2 separate regions of the Columba livia genome follow, and region 2 is linked to region 1. Evidence: chromatin contacts called from public Hi-C data. All regions are on one chromosome and are shown on one strand. Each heading gives the region's core, a stretch centred on a gene start, on an enhancer-like site or on the middle of the called end of the contact. The rest is flanking DNA. Distances are from core to core; before and after follow the strand shown.

Evidence for each region. A called contact is a pair of places that touch in the nucleus more often than the background predicts.
Region 2: a contact with region 1 is called in a Hi-C map of crop, with 2.5 times the contacts expected there. The contact joins the promoter of LSM8 here to the promoter of CTTNBP2 in region 1. A contact is called at or near these places in 2 of 2 Hi-C or Micro-C datasets (crop and liver).

The regions. Positions count from the first base shown.
Region 1 is chr1:185,779,212-185,784,509 of bColLiv1.pat.W.v2, forward strand. It overlaps CTTNBP2 (cortactin binding protein 2), which reads right to left and starts at 2,405. Exons shown (of 23, transcript XM_065048799.1): 1 at 2,153-2,405. The coding sequence starts at 2,221.
Region 2 is chr1:185,908,866-185,914,163 of bColLiv1.pat.W.v2, forward strand. LSM8 (LSM8 homolog, U6 small nuclear RNA associated) reads left to right here and starts at 2,119. Exons shown (of 4, transcript XM_065048818.1): 1 at 2,119-2,304; 2 at 3,386-3,426; 3 at 4,837-4,964. The coding sequence starts at 2,274.

The DNA of each region.
Region 1 (5,298 bases), core at 1,155-3,654:
AAGTTGAAGTTTAGTGTGACTTACAAGATAGTCACCTGGACATTTACTGTCATCCTGAAAGTAAGCACGATGATCCAATTCATAATTCTGTATCTTGAGTTTAATGACAGAAAATAAGCTATTCTTATTAACCCTTCAAAAGGAATATTGGAGTACTGTATACTTTTTTTTTTTTTAATATTTTAATTGCACAGAGTTCTTTTTACTTTCCTGCACAAGAGACAAAATGAAATGAACAATACAATGTTTATACTGGCAAGGAAAACAAGATGAAAAGGAATACTAAATATTTAATCACTGAAATAAAATTAAAAATAAAAATTAAAAAGATATTTTGTTATTTCTTAACTATAGCTAGTTTATTTGTTTGTTTGCCTTAGGGAGTAACACAAAAGTTACTTCCTAGCACCTCTTTGGTTCAAAAAAATATGTTTTAAAAGCATTGTGCAGTAGAGAGCTGTGGCTCCTGCCTTCCACAAGGAGAATACTAAATTGCATGAGTGGCTTTCACAGCACTACCCAACAGGTCAATATTGGAGTGTTACTTGATTACAAGCTACTCATCTGAGCTTTTAAAACTAAAACTTATAGCACTAACAATATGAGTATACTAAAGAATTTAGTATAAATATATTTACTCAAAACTGGAGGTTTAAAGTATTTAATAGTCTGCTTTTATGAATTCTTACCTTACTATTCATTTATGTCACAGTTATGCCACTGTTTTAAAAGACAGTGATGTTACAAATATTCACTGTGTAAGGTTTACTTTCTTAAAATAAAACTCAATTTCCACAACACTGCATAAGTTAAAACACACAAGGAAGATTGAGTGCACAGCTGGAACAGGGTTTCAGATAGGAATTAGTGCCTGTTTGAAAAAAACAAACAAACAACAAAAACAACAAACAAAATAATAGTAAAAAATGCCAGCAATAACTTTGATTTCACAGAAACCAGTGCCCCCTTCCTTCGAGGGTCATCTACCTTCAGAAACGATCCCAAGCAAACCGTGCGCCTCAGCAGTTTTCCTGCCCTGAACTTTGCATGTGGCTGCGAGGCCGAACACTGAGCGCCGGATTTGGGACCTGACAAGGGCTGTCACCCAGGCCATTAACGCGGGCTGGGGAGCCCCGGGCGCTCCGCGGGCGCGTCTGACCACCGGGTCTGGGATGCGCCGTGCGCGGGGGAGCTGCCGGGCCGAGAGGGCTCGCTCCGCAGGGCTCAGGAGCCGGGGCCCACTGGACGAGCAGGCCCGCCCGAGAGGGCGAAGCTCGGCTCTCCTGGCGGGGGGTCGGGCCAGTGAGAGGAGCCCAGCGCTCGCCAAGGGGAGCGCAGCCTCCACCCGACACCGTTTTAACCGGCGGGCACCACACCGCGCCCGGCACCTCCTCAGGCGCCTCACCCACCCGCGGGGAACAAACGTCGGGGACGGGGGCTCTGCTCGGGTTTGGGGGGATATTTTAAGCGGGGTGTCAGACCCTGCCCCGGGGGCGCAGCCCCGCTGCCGAGAGGCCCGGGCAGCCGAGACGCCTCCACACAGCAGCGCTCGGGGCGGGAGGGGCAAGGACGCTGTCCCAGCGTCGAAAACGCCACACGGGAGGGAAGAAGGAGAAATCAAGCGCCTTGCGAGCCAAGCAAAGAGCTAAAGATCAACGTTTCCCCCACCCTCGCCCTGGTCTGACAGCTCCCAACGCCCCGGCCGCTGTCACCACCTCAGCCCGCCCGGAGAAACGGGGCGCAGCCGCGCTCGCTCTGGCGAGCGGCGGGAAAGCGGGGGGTGGGTGCGAGAGGCGAGAGCGGGGAGCGGAGCCCCCTCTCTGTGCCCCCTCACCGGAGCCCCACGCCGAGCCCGCCCCGGAGCAGCGGGAAGGAACAATGAGGGGGGGGAACCCGCCAACACCGTGGAGGGGAAGAGGGAGGTCGGCAGAGAGGGAGACCCCGCGCCCCTCTCTGTTCTCCCCCGGGGCGGGACGGGGCTCGCCTGCAGGTCTGTCGCAGGCGAGCCCTGTCCCGCCCCGGGGGAGAAGGAGGGCGGAGGGACAGAGCGGGGGAGGCAGGTCTCTAAGTGCCGCTTCGTCCCATCCCCACGGGAAGCCTTCCTCGCCGCGGCTGGGTCGAACCCCCCCTCTGCTCTCGCCGAGCCGGTTACCGCTGCCGTGGCCGCCAAGTCCTCCCGTTCGTCAGAGCCCGGCTCGCCGCTCGCGCCCTCCGTCGCCATCTTCCCGCTGTAACGGCTCCGGCGCGGAGAGCGGCGCGGAGCCGAGTGGCAGTAGCTGCCGCCGCCAGGCGCTTAACCCCCTCCCCGCCGGCAAAAAGCCCACCGGTGAGCGGGGGCGCTTAACCCCTCCGGCGCGACGCAGGCGGGGCTGCCGAAGCCGAGCCGCCCCCTTCGCCGGCCGAGGCGAGCGACTCCCGCCGGCGGGCGCTCGGGTTTCCCCACCCACCCCTTCCCCGTCCTCCATAGGGCGGCCCCGAACCAGGCGGGGGAGGGGGATAGGGACCGGGACCCCGGCGCGGGCTGCCGGGGCGCAGTGGTGGCTGAGGGGAGGGCCCCCGCCACCGCGCTGCCCCGGAGCACGCAGGCACCACTCGCCTTCCTTCCCTCTGCCGTGGCTTGGGAGCAGGCGGATGGTTATAGATGGGGTGGGAAAAAAGGGCTTTTACAGCGGCCTTGGCTCACCTGCCTGGTGAGATCCTGAAACCAGCTGAAGCCTTTGAGGGAAGAACATCTCTGTCCCTTTTTCTTTCTGGGGGTGCTGGCAAAGGGAGTCACCTCTCCTCAGCCCTTGCTTGGTGACTTGTTTTCAAGACAGGGTGACTTCAGAGCCTGTGTGAGCATGGACCTTCATCCAGGCCCATGGAGTCAGGCCCAGCACTTCAGGGCTGCTCAGCCGTGGAGCGCCCCCAGGCCTGGGGCTGCCCTTTGCCTTGTGAGGCTGGTACTGAAGCCTAAACCTGTTTTGATTCCTACAGAGGAAGGTTTGGGCTGCTGAGCTGAACCTGCTACTACACAGGCTAAATCATATGTTCCCCTCCAAGATAACCCCCTCCAGTTGTGCTACACTGTCTGTCTCCAGGGGCTGTTCCTCAAGGTCTTGCCCCACTGCTTTACCCACGCAATGGGAACCTGCCCAGTGGGCTCTACACTGAATCCAAATCTGAATGTACCCTTCTCTACAGCCAACTTGCATCCATTATTAGCTGAATTTGCCTCACTGTGTATTCTGCAGCCACACACAACTTCCACCAACAGCAGGCTTCTCTGAGCCTTGCCAGCCTCCTCCTTTCATAGTGCTGCTGCAGGTCTGGGCTCATGCTGAACTCCCTTGGCATCACAATGAGACAGAAATGGGCCAGTGACTTCCCTTGATCAAAGACACCAAGTGTTCTTCTAAGCATGGTGTACCTAAGGATGTAAGTAAAAACATGCATTAGTTTCTTAGCCTGTGCTTCACCAGAAGGACAACTAACAAGTGATTAGTAGAACAGGCCCCAACTGTAACTGTACACTGAACAGAATGAGCAGCAGGCAGTGCATAGAAACCATTACAGGGCACATAAAATACAGTAAAACAGATCCTTTCTGGATTTAGGGACTGTTTTTTCCTTAAAAATCATCTAGCTCTCCTCCTACTCAAGCTTTACACTTTTGATAACTATAGTGACTGCTCACATCCCTTCCTCCACCAAAGCTGAGAAACTCCATTGATAACACAGAGCCTAAAACAACTTTTTTTCTCAGTTCACAGAAACCTAATACCATTTAGTTGGTTTTAGGATATATAAGGATATTACCTTACTGACAGCAAAGTACCACGCATTACTCATATTAGTGCATAAATTTTAAAGAATATGTGGTGCTTCGCCATTGAGAAACTCAATGAAAAGTCGTTTGTTTCCAATGGACTTTGTCATAATTACTTCTCTCCAAAATGGTTTTAAACACTGAAGTTTATAAACTGGTTTGAGAATATATTTTCTCTTATCGATTCCTGTCTACCATTATCATTGCCAGTATTTTCCTTTTGTGTTAGAATAATCTATCAACCATCACAGTTACTTATGTGTCTTTCTAACTGAATTGGTAGAAAGCATTCATGCACCATACTGTGTAAGTACTATTTTAACTCCATCTGCATCACAACAGTGATGTAGCAAAGGCTGCACCATTTATCTCTTGCACTGCTGAGGTCATAAACTCTGGTTTAGCTGATATTTTATCAATTACCAAGTGTACATTTATCAAAATAACAATGAATATTAGATTAGTCATAGCGTTCCATCTCAGACTTGAGAGCTTCTTCATCTGAAGATAAATTTAGAGTGATTTCTGAGAGAGATGGGGGTGGTAATATCTCAGCCAGCAAAAATTTAATAGGGTAGATGGAACAGCAACACTTCATCTAAAAACCCACCCCAGACAACTAATATCCAGCACGTCATACAAACATTGGACATGGTTTGACCTCCTGTTGTGCTCAAAAAGGTGACAGGTATGTTTTGAAGGAGGAATGATCTATATTTATTCCTTATGCCGTGAAATGAATCATCACAACATTTTGAAAATATTATTGATTTTTGTAATTGTATGAGCCTATACTGCATGCTTATGTTTCTTCACTCTAATAACAGCAACAAGGCTTAGTGGTGGCATGAGAGCACTAAAATCCATATTAGGTATTACCAGTTGCTACTGGGAGTAGATTCTCATGCCGAATAGCAATCATTGATGCATCATCAGTGATGGTGGTAAGGCTCAAATATCTTTCATGTTTTGCTGCATGAAGAACACCTTTGGACTTGGTACCACCTTCAAAGTAGGAAATGTTTTTTCCTTAATTGTTAGCACTGTATCACTGGACAAGGTCTTACTTATTCTCTGGTTGCTCTGTTTATGCTCCTGACAGTCTCTCAGAACTGGCTTTCAAACCCCTCAGTAATATAGCATCTGCACACAAAATAAATGAGTTCAGAGAGAGGGACAGCATGACCTTGTGACTGCTCCTATAGTGCACTGTCATTGGTATGCCTATCTTCTACAGGGCAAAACATCTCTTCAACATGTGGCTAAGCCAGAGCCCTTCTAAGAGAAGAAATTGCCTGTGTTTTTACAGATAATTTTATCACTACTGTAAGGCAGAGGAGTTGCTTTTCTCAAAGGAAGGTGCTCAATGTTTTACTACTAGCACGTAGCTGGCAAACAATGCAATTAACTCTTTTTCTTCTGTTCCAGTTTTATTTGGCCTGAGTGACACAAAGGAAAGGCCCAGCCTGGAAGCAGGCCTTACAACCAAG
Region 2 (5,298 bases), core at 869-3,368, 130 kb after region 1:
AAAGATGACAAAATATTTTTACACTTGAAAGGCAGACATGGGGAAGTCAGGGAATGCAGAACTGAGACATTTGAAGCAACACAAGTCTGGCCTCATCAGTGTCTGCATCTTCTGCTACATGATCTGAGACTTCTTTTACAGGATTCCATAGGTTAAAGAGAACAAAGGCTGATGCCTCACCCATGCCCAGTTATTCAGTGTTTCTTCTACAAAACTGGGTGTACACTAGACAACTTTGAATTCTCAGTTTGTCTTAAACACCTGATTGTACCTTCCAGCTATTAGTAATGCATTCTCAGCATTACAATGTATGAAGATTTGTGAAATTTACAAGTGAAAGCCCTGGAAATCAAGACAATAATAACAAAAAATCTGAAAGTTAATTTCCTGACTTTTTTTTTTTTTCCCAAGTCTTATTTGTGAGAGCTTTCTCCTATTAACATCTACTTAGTGCTTCACTAAATCTGATCTCCTGATTACACATTGATCTAATGTTATTTTAGACCATTTTATGAAGCCCATCACAATCACTACCTTCACTGACAGACTGGAAAACTTTCCAGAGGTTAAATTTTCTCAGTGTCATCCAAAAAATTACAGAAAGGAGAACTCCATATTCTAAGTCCCAAGCTAATTTTCTGTCTACTGAAGGTCATGGATTTACTATATATATTTAATCCACAATTTATGTACCATTTCATTTCACAATATACTAGACTGGAAATGGCCCACTGTTTTTATACTTTGAAGGAATTTTTCCCATATAGTGTTACATCAGAAAAGGTTGGTGTCTGGTGCAATAAACAGCCAATAGTGTCAAAGACAGCAGGTTGAAGAACATTTATTTTTATCTGACTCCATGAAGACGACTCAAGCAATGGTGCTGACACAGCAGCATTGAGCTCACGCTTTGAGAAGCCTGGTAGACAGTTACATAAGGTTATACCTGTGTAAGACTTTATGTATCATCAGCACACTGTTATATATTAAATACCATTAGAGAGATGCATACTTGACTGAATACATTGTGATGCAGAGGATGTCTGTACAACATACTGCAGTATGATTCTGAAAGCCTGTTGCATACTAACAATGAGTATATTATCTCCCATGAGTAAAGCAACAGGATGAGTTTTGCAGCTTAACTTAGTTCTGTTACTGAACGTTTAACAATTTCCTGAGGTATCTCTTCTTGTGTGAAGTCCGCCTGGTTCCCTGCATTCCTGAAAACTGTCTTCCAGTGCCACCACGGAATCCAGCAGATTCTGTACACTCACATTGCACAGCCTCTGGGCCAACACTGTGTGCATCATGTACACTGTCAAGTATGGAAGGCAGTAATAACCAGGGATGCATCAGAAGAAATACCAGGCCACCAGAATGGCAAGGGAAGAATGACAGTGACTGCTGGAATTACACACAAGTGAAAGAGGACGAGCTCGTTGGGACATCCCTATTTGCCATTCTCACATTTACAGGTTATGGTGAGATGCCTGTAAGCATAAAATCCAAACTTCTGCACAAGAATCTGCACTTACTTGACACTGCCCATCTTTTTAAAAAGAAGTATAGTTTTGCCTGGATTGTAGAGCCTGACCGCTGCATTTCTAATGCAGCAGCACAACTCTGCTATTCCAGACCACAGCCCAGGCCCAAGCAGCTGCCTCGGTGCCAAGCGCTTCACAGCACGGCATCTGGGCACCGCAAAAACACCTTTCCCAAGCCTGGTCTTCCCACTCCCAGCAACCCGCCATTTCCTACACAAACCACTTCTGCACGGGACCTCAAGGAGCAGCCCCCTCCCCGCCCGCCTCACGCCGCAGGGAACTGAGGGCTAAGTGGCTCCTGTGTCAGCTGCACCCAGGCAGCGAAGCCGCGGCGGGTACGGACCTCAGGCTGGGTACGGACAGGGCGCTGTCGCTCCCCGCCGAGCGCTCCCTCCCCACACAAATCCCCCAGCGATGGCGGCCGCGGGGGTTCCGTAAGCGAACGGTGCCATGTGCCACGGAGGGGCAGTGTAACCCCCCCCTCGGCACCACCCCCTGCGATCGCTACTTGGTACAGCCCACTCAACTAGTCTCCGCCTGCCTCCTCACGCATGCGCACCCGCAAGAGCCCGTTGTCGCGCTGCCGCTGTCGCGCGTGGTCGTGCGCCTGCGCGGCGGGCCGCGCGTCAGCGGCGCGCGCCGGAAGTGTCGCTGCCGCCGTCGTCTCGCGGGAGGTGTTTGGCGGTTGGTGGCGCCGGTGTGAGGCAAAGCGCGGGAGCCGCCGCCATGACCTCCGCCTTGGAGAACTACATCAACCGTATCCTTCCCGGGGCAGCCCCGAGGGCCGTGGGAACGCACCTGTTCTCTCCTTCACGCCCGTGAGGATGCGGGGCGGCGGGGGGCAGGGGCCCTAGCGACTCGGTGCGCTGAGGGCCGGGCTGGTGGCTGCAGCGCGGCGCGGGGTTGGATGCCAGAGCTGCTGCGGGGATCGGTCACCTGCGGGCCCGGCAGGGTGTGCGCTGCGAAGGGGTCCCCAGCCCCAGCCAGGCTGCTGAACGGCCTGTGCGAAGCTTTTTGGCCGGGGCCTCTGGCCGCCCGTGTCCCACTCCCGCGGGCGGTGTCGCTGCTTGGGGCCTTCCCGCTTGGCGCTGTGGGTTTCTCCTAAGACTGGCTTGGCGGTAGAATGGAGGTTACAGGAGGCCCAGGGAATCGGGTCCCCGGTAGCGTCAAGTGCTGCACACCCGGCCCTTGCTTGATCTGCGACGAGGGACGAGATTTACAATGAGCCTGGCCACTCTAAGGGCTCTTAACGTGTGTTTAGTTATCAGCTTTACATCATTTGCTCAGAAGCTGTGAGTTAGTGTTCTTCGAGCCCTTTTCTTGCCAGCTTTTTGTACTCCTGATAACCCATGGCCATTTTCAATTTTATTCACAAGCGCTAAGGTTGTAACCCAGAATCATTCAGGATGATGGATATGTGATCATCCAATTGGCGTAGTCACGCTATCCATGTGAGGACTGTAGAATGCCAGACTTGAGATCCCCACTGCTAAGCTGTTCTTAAAGGCTTAGGTTAAAGTGTTTATAAAACTGTTGATGTTCTTTCAGTAGTAGTAGTGTGATGAGTAATGGGAAGAGAAGTGAATCTTTAATCTGCTTTCAATGGTGTTCATGCTTGTCTGTGATTCTCCATGGCTGGGTAAAGTGAAACTTTAAAACAGATTGTCATAAATAATACTGTGTTGTCAAATGTCACTATTAACCATGCTGCTTAAAGAAGCGTTGATAGGCTTTTTTGGCTCTTAATGTCTCTTAAAACTTAATTTACATATGAATGTTGCAGAAAACATTAACAACTCTATTTCAGATGTCTAAACATTTCCTTAATGAACTATCAGGTACTGTTGCAGTAATTACTTCTGATGGAAGAATGATTGTGGTGAGACATCTATTTTTTAACATTTTATTTACCTTCTTAAGGGCTTTCCACCATGGCAATAAAAAAACAACATGCCAGGATATTATCAATTACATGTTCACACCTTTACAGAGCGTTTTTTAAAACTTTATGGCCATTATTTTATATTGTACAATTTAAACTCTTACTTGTTCTTGCCAATCAACTTTGTCCATTAATAAACTTGTGTACTTTGACCTTTTATCAAATGACCTTTACTGTAGGAACGCACAAGAAAATGCATTTCTTTCTCTGTTCAGTAATTTGATTTATATCTAAAATGTCCTCTTTGTTCGGTGAACTCTTCCGCTTTCGTTATAAAACCATTTCTTCCATATAGTTACAGGAGAACTGATAATTGCTGAAGAATTGCTATGGCATTCTGTTTAAGTGTGAAAAACTGAGGATTGGAAAACTTATATATTAGACTGTATAATGCTGTGTTCTTATTGCTTCTGCATTTTTTTTCTTGTATTCCTACCCCCATGCCCATGTATTACTTTTTCTTGTTTTGAGTTTAAAATACTGGTATGACCATAGCATGAGGCATATATCTTTCTGTCTGTACTTACCTTTGTGTGGCCTCTGGGAAGAGAAAACAGTACTTTTAGCAGAAATATGCTAGCTTCACCTAATCTTCTGTCTGGTTGGAGTCAGTCTAGTAAACTTTGTGTTGTGATACAAGATACACCAATTTCATTCTCATCTTTTTGATAGAAAGTATGTGGCTCATTACATGGTTAGATGATATAAATGGATATTATCACTGTTGGAATTATGGAGTTTTACGTGAGTTTAAATTTCTTGATCAGTTACTGATGGTAAATTACACAGATCGATTATGCTATCATTTTTCCAAACGTGTATTGAAGTGGCACAGAAATTCTTTGTGTGTGTCTTGAATTATTTTTTTTTTTTAGTAGTTTTGTGGAACCAAGCTATTCTCCTTCAAAGAGAGACCACTTAAAGTTGAATGTTAAGAATTATTTTACTACTGTTGACCACAAGAACCTATTTTTTCTGTTATATGATTTAATGAATTACTTGATTTCCAGAAACTTCCGTACAAGGAAGGCTAGAATAGTGTTGAAATAGTAACATTAGTTGTCCAGAGCACCGTCATTGGTAAAAGGGAAACTTCATTAAATGCTAAACTTTACTCTAGCTTTTCACAAGAACATTCAATAGTAAATATTGATATTTTTTAAATTGCTTACTGCTTTCAAGTTTAATTCTCCAGCTGTTAGTGTTTAAGCCTAACAGTAAAACCTAAATAGAGCATCTGTCCTCTAGTACCTTAGTATTACCACTTTGTTTGAGGTATTCTTGAGAGCAAAGGTGATAAATTTAAAAGGTAATTGGAGTGCTTTCTTTTTGTGTGTTTTTTTTCAGGGAACCCTCAAAGGTTTTGATCAAACCATTAACTTGATTTTGGATGAAAGCCATGAACGAGTCTTCAGTTCTTCACAAGGAGTTGAGCAAGTGGTGCTAGGATTATACATTGTAAGAGGTGATAATGTGTAAGTATGGCATCTTCTTGTTTTAACCAGTTGATAAAAATGATGTGTGTGCATATATACACGTAATGTATCTATATACACCTTGATAGCCTCAGATGTCTTATATTTTCATATCTGTGGGTAGCACTTATAGTAATGTCAAAGCTGAGGCACATTACATAGCAAATAGCTATGCTTCTGTTAAAGAAGTGATTGCATTCTAATGACAAGATGTTGTTAGTCTAGATTTACTGCACCCTGAATTAACCAGTTAATATACTGATGGCAGTCAGTAGGTCAGTACAAAGTTCAGCATTTTCCTTTCTTGACTTTATTACAGTCTGTGAAAGGCAGG